2 separate regions of the Mus musculus genome follow, and region 2 is linked to region 1. The links are chromatin contacts, called in public HiChIP or PLAC-seq maps. All regions are on one chromosome and are shown on one strand. The core of a region is the stretch at or near the end of the contact, and the rest is flanking DNA. Distances in the headings are between cores, read along the strand shown. Region 1 holds the start of LTO1 (ABCE maturation factor). Region 2 has its middle 20 kb from the start of Gm46023.

What was found. HiChIP or PLAC-seq counts read pairs in DNA pulled down with a chosen protein or histone mark.
Region 2: an H3K4me3 HiChIP or PLAC-seq map of bone marrow-derived macrophages shows a contact between it and region 1, with 2.4 times the contacts expected there. The contact joins the enhancer-like site here to the promoter of LTO1 in region 1. A contact is called at or near these places in 1 of 39 promoter capture datasets (liver), 5 of 484 Hi-C or Micro-C datasets (the AML12 cell line, bone marrow-derived macrophages, embryonic stem cells and 1 more), 10 of 115 datasets of contacts at active chromatin or transcription factors (the SCID.adh cell line, bone marrow-derived macrophages, double positive thymocytes and 4 more) and 2 of 9 other capture datasets (adipose tissue and liver).

The regions. Positions count from the first base shown.
Region 1 is chr7:144,913,758-144,916,539 of GRCm38.p6, reverse strand. LTO1 (ABCE maturation factor) reads right to left here and starts at 1,440. Exons shown (of 4, transcript NM_001357869.1): 1 at 1,211-1,440; 2 at 7-112. The coding sequence starts at 1,302. It overlaps Bc1 (brain cytoplasmic RNA 1), which reads right to left and starts at 2,070. Exons shown (of 1, transcript NR_038088.1): 1 at 1,917-2,070.
Region 2 is chr7:145,088,146-145,090,927 of GRCm38.p6, reverse strand. No RefSeq gene overlaps it. Among named protein-coding and RNA genes, the nearest start is that of Gm46023, 20 kb to the right of the region's middle. Within about 2 kb of position 1,332, at least 69 of the 459 cell types and tissues checked have an H3K27ac peak or open chromatin away from gene starts, as enhancers often do. A contact at or near this core is called in bone marrow-derived macrophages, double positive thymocytes, liver and 2 more, where this site is marked.

The sequences.
Region 1 (2,782 bases), core at 191-2,690:
ACTTACCTCAGACCCAATCTTGGCTCCATGTACCATGCCATACCGCTTTCCTTCAACGATCCCCAAGCTACTGCCTTCTTCATAGCCTTCCTGATATCCCTCCCCATGGAATCTGTGATAAAGAAACACACATCATCAGGCAAGATACCTCTTCCTGCCTTGTATTATCCAGATCCCACTGGACCCAGCAGTCTGGGTAGTAGGAAAAGCTTAAAACTCAAGTCACAGAATACAGCTTCTAGGTCTAGCTCTTCTACACCCTGGCCCATTACTGTGCCCATTAGTCCCATTTTTGAGGCAGTATCTCACTGTGCAGCCAAGGCTGGCCTCCAATTCAAGCAGCCCTGCCTCTAGCTCTTGAATGCTGAGATTACAGGTGTGTGCCACCATCTCCAAGAGGAGCCCTGATACATATGGGCTACATTCTGTGGCAAACACTCTACTAACTGAACTACAGCCCCAACCCCTAGAAAGCCAGGTTATCATCTGTAACTGTAGGTAGGCTACACAGATGACTACCAAACCCAGCCGAGCACCAGAACCCACAAGGAAAATGTAAAGATACAAACTCAAGCAAGCTCGGAACACACTAGGAATCTACTTTTGAAAATGTAGGTGTGAGGGTAGGTGCATCTGAGCCTACATGCCATCATAACTCAACCTGTTTGTTTCTAAAACACTCCAAGCACCCAGGACTCCTCACACCTCTGTAGAGGTACAGAAAATGTCCCCAAGATCAAGACAGTATGCCACCACTGGGATGCTCTGGGTAGGTGGGTATTATTGTGTCTAAGAGTTCAACCCTCAAACTGGCAATAAATTGCTGCCGGCGCTGTTGAAGGAATGTTCTGGAAGCCCCCATGTGAGGCAGTGAACAGCTCCCCATTTGGGGGCGTGGGCATCTGCCAGGACCCGACTCCCTAAACCGAGCCTGAGCAGTCACCCGGGGAGGTACCCAACCCACAATGAGCAGCCAGCCTGGAGAGGCCAAGATGACCTGGGCCACCGTCCCGCCCAGGCGTTCCCTGGGGACTTTTCAGGATCCAAAGGGGCCTGCCCGACATATCCATCAGCAGACCCATGAATACCGCCGTATGTGCGGCAATTAAAGGACAAGAAAAAGTGGCAGCTCGCAGATGGCGAAGGCGGGTATCCCCGAGGACTGCCCAGCAGCTGCCGGGGCGGGGCGGAGCCGGGTCTCTCTGCCCACCTCTCATCCGCCATCACGACGGCGTCAAATATGTCCTGCTCCACGGCCATGGCGGTGTCTCGGCTCTCCCCCGGCCCTCGCATTCCTTTCATTCTGTGTAGTAATCGCCAACTGGCGAGACGCGATCACAAACGCCCGGATTGTCAGAATGAAGAAGACACTTCCGTGTATGCCGCGCGGAGCAGGGCGGGTAAGGACGGCAAGCTAAAGAAGCCAAAAAAAAAAAAAAAGCCCATCCCACTGCGCATGGGTAGATGCTACATGGGCGGGGCTAGCCCGAGGGAAGCCTTGCTCCTCCTCCTTGGTACCGCTCGCTCCGTGGTGGGTGGGGCGGGTCAGGTCGCTTGGGGCACGTCGTCTGGGTCGCTCGCGGTGTCCAGACGAACCCTGCTTTTATTTTCAAAATCCAAACAGATGGGACCGAATTCACAAACGTGGGTCTTAAAGAAATGAGAAAAGTTACCAAAGATCTGGCACAGGGGCGTTCCCAGGAAATGGAGGAAGGGCCCAAGGGGCAGGCTTCAAGGAGGGAGGAGTATCCGGCATCCTCTGCTGTCACCGGACTGTCAATCACCGCATCTGTACACTGCACCGGACCCTCCCTGAGGGCTGGAAACGATTTGATACTGCGATATCCTAAAGGGCAGATAATAAATATTGCCCCCAGACATGAAAATGCCCTTGGGGGGGGGTCTTTGAAAATGAAAAAGGTTGTGTGTGCCAGTTACCTTGTTTTTTTTTGGTCTTTTTGTTATTTTGTCTTTTTTTTTTTTTTTTTTTTTTTCCAGAGCTGAGGACCGAACCCAGGGCCTTGCGCTTGCTAGGCAAGCGCTCTACCACTGAGCTAAATCCCCAACCCCGAACGCTAGCACTTGCTGCCAGTATTTAAAGCAAAACTGAAGTATTTCATACACAGTCAAGTATCAGGTGGTTCCGAAGGGCTGGCCGGCAGGAGGAGCCACTTTGTCCAAGCGCTCCAATCTCACAGGCACCCACTCTTCAAACAGCAGAAATTGAAGTTAGTTTTCTCATCATTTCCATCAGAGATACCTTCCAAAGTATAGTTTTAAAGAGTATTCCACAGTACAGTAAGTTCCTTAGGCAACAATTGCTAACAAGTTAATCAGCTCCTGTATAAAAGAGACCAGAGATACAACACTGTAATTGATGGAGGGCTGAATAAGTAAACACGCCACTTGAACTGAATTTCATCTGTGCAAATGAATCCTTAACTATAACAAAATGCTTTTTGAAAATGAGAACTACTGTGTCAGACAGAAGAGAGAAGTTTGAGTCTGGTGATGAACATGATGGCATGTTGACTGAAGAAGAGATAAGCCTGGAGAACAGCCTAGAATGTCTCCTAGGAGTAAAACTTCCGTGATAAAAATAAAATCACAAACTTCAGGAAGGATAGAGCAGTGAGCACTCGCCATGACAGGCAAGTATGGTTTCTCAGGAAAATAAAGTGAGTCCCTCACACTCTGCTCACGCTGCTCACACTGCTCATCAGAAGAGTCTACACCAAGTAAAAAGTTAACCACAAAAAGAAAAAGGAGGCCAGGTGCGGTG
Region 2 (2,782 bases), core at 83-2,582, 170 kb before region 1:
ATTTAAACAGGCTCTTATATGAACAGCAGCAGGAATAACTTTAGATATTAGGTTATTAATATCCAAACTCCCATCCTCACACTCATGGTTCAAGAGCATTAATTAATCATGGAGGTATCTCCTCAGTCCTGTTCTTGCTTGCTAATTTAAAAAATGTTTTAGATCTTTACATTCCAGATAAACCTGAGGCTTAACTCTTCGGTTTTTACTGGGATTGGGTTGAATCTACAAACTTGAAGACAATAGACATCTTAATAGTGAGTCTCCATTACATGTGGAACTCATCTCTGGCGTGTTCCATAGTTTTCAGGATGGATTCTTGGCTGTTTTTTCTTAGATTAGTCCTATGGAGTTGTTTTTTTTTTGTTGTTTTTTTTTTTTGTTTTTTGTTTGTTTGGTTTTTGTTTTGGGTTTTTTTTTTGGTTTTTGTTTTGTTTTGTTTTGTTTTGTTTGGAGAGTGGTGCTATTCTAAATGCAATACCTAATATTAAAGTTATTCTAGTTTTTGCTACTGATCAAATAAGATTCTGTTTGCTTCTGAGCTCTTCACTATTCTGGAAGCCCCCCTCCCCTTGTTTGTCTTATTGCAATGGCCAGGATCTCTAGTTTAGTGCTAACTGGAAGTTAAAGCACATAGGCACTTCCCCTTTTCCTTGGTCTCAAGGCAAAGAGCTTGACTGTGTCAGGCCTGCATTTTTACCAGAGTGAACTGTGATGTGGGTAAGGCAGAAGGAGCTGTGGGCCTCACACTTTTCTGTGGAACAAGACCCTTGGTGAATCTTGACAGGTGTGCATCATGAAACATGGCTGTGTCAGTCAGATTTCCTCAGATACAGATAAGACTCTACTCTGAGCTGTGGGCTATGGAAGCTGAGTAGTTCCCTGACCTGATGATTCCAGACTGGGATGCCAAGAGAGCCAGGGTATCCAAAGGACAAGACAAAGTGCAGGTGTAGAAGAGATGCCTACCCCCTTTGTTAGAATCAGACATGTAAGTACCAAGCGCTTTGGTGACAACCTCTCAGATGCAGAAGAAGTCGAATCTGAGCTGCTGCCTGGACAGCTCAAGCAAATGTGAATGGCCAATGCTCACACCAAAAACTCAGAGGACACAAATGTGGTCCTAGGCCTCTCCTACATGCAGCAGGCACTGTAACCACACAATCACCTATTTAACTGCAGCTGTTCTTCCTGGGCCAACTCAGCTGAGCCACATGAGGTGTTGTTACCGTCTGGCATCTATCTTCCAAGCAGAATGTCTACAAGATATGCTCATATTGGGACTGTGAAGACAGCTTGTTATTTCCACATCTGGTTGGTACCACATCCTGTGAGTACAACCCACCCTGAAGTCACATCGACTGCTGAGAGACAGCTGGGTTGTCTCCCATGCAGGGTACCAGGCCGGGCCAGTTAGAAGCCACATGGGACTGAGAGTTGACAAAGTTCTCTCTCCAAGTCACAGGGCTTGACTCAAATCCTAGCTGTGCCAGCAGGCAAATGACTCAACTTCTTGCAGCCATGGTTTCCTCTTCCATGAAGTAGGCATAGAAGGCAGAAGTTACTCAGAGACATGAGGCATGAATATTGCAGTCCACCCAGCTGGGAGTGTCCATGCCAGCAGCAGAACTGTCACAGCGGGTAGAGGTGGCAGTTCTGAAGGTGGGTGCTGGGGTCAGTGCTGGACTGGGTTTACAGAGATGTTAGAAGATACCCTAGCTACTTTTAATTATTTAATTTTATTTTACATTTGTGTGTGTGTGTGTGAGAGAGAGAGAGAGAGAGAGAGAGAGGAGAGAGGGAGGAGAGAGGACAGAGAGAGATAGAGAGAGAGAAGAGAGAGAGAGAAGAGAGAGAAAAGAGAGAGAGACAGACAGACAGGGCTATATTGCTTACTCTGGTGTATGGTACTTAGAGACCAAGGACCTTCGCTGCATTGCCAGAATAGGTATGGCTGTGGAACACACAGGACTAACTCCAAAGATGCCCAAAGTCTCGCTGACCACATATCATGAGTGAGGTACAGCCAAGGCTCCAGGGGCCCTGCTTACCCAATACTACTTGCCAGCCTCAAGACACTAGCCCACAAAGGGGCCCATATGCGTATCTGTCTGGGCCCCACTTCCCCACAGCCCAGTGTGCATATCAACCCCATTCTGCCCATATCAGGCTGTCAAGAAGCTCAAAGAACCAACATGTCTCTCCAGAATCTGAGGTTATGGGTCTGTGGAGTTTGTGAGGGTCTCCTGCCCTGTCCATTCTCAGGCCTGTTGGGTCCTGTAGGTACCAATCACTGTACAGGGTGTACACTGCACAAGTCTAGCTGTGTCCTGTGTCAATCTTACTATAGTCTTGGGGCTCCTAGAACTCCTGGCACCTCAACTCCTGTATGCAGACCCCTCTTTTCTCCCCCTCATTTATCAGTGCGAGTTTGTGTCAGGTGTGCAGGAGCCCTGAAATGTCAGACACTCAAAGGGTACCTGACCATTCAGGAGACTTCCATGGACTTGTGTTTCCCATGCACATTGAGGCCTGTTCAGGGTGAGGGTGTGAGTAGAGGCCTGCAGTCCCTAGGCTTTTGAGGGCCCTGCTGAGGGTTCCCAGGGATGTACTGAGCGTTGTTGGACAGGCAGAGTCTCAGGTGAGTCAGTTCTCTTTAGGCCTGGGTTCGAGTCACCTCCACATAACCTTCTGTTTCATCTCCTGTGAAGTGAGGCTGATGTTAGGACTCGTCTCCCAGTGTCCTCATGAGTTTTGACTCTGAGGTCATACAGTAGGGTGG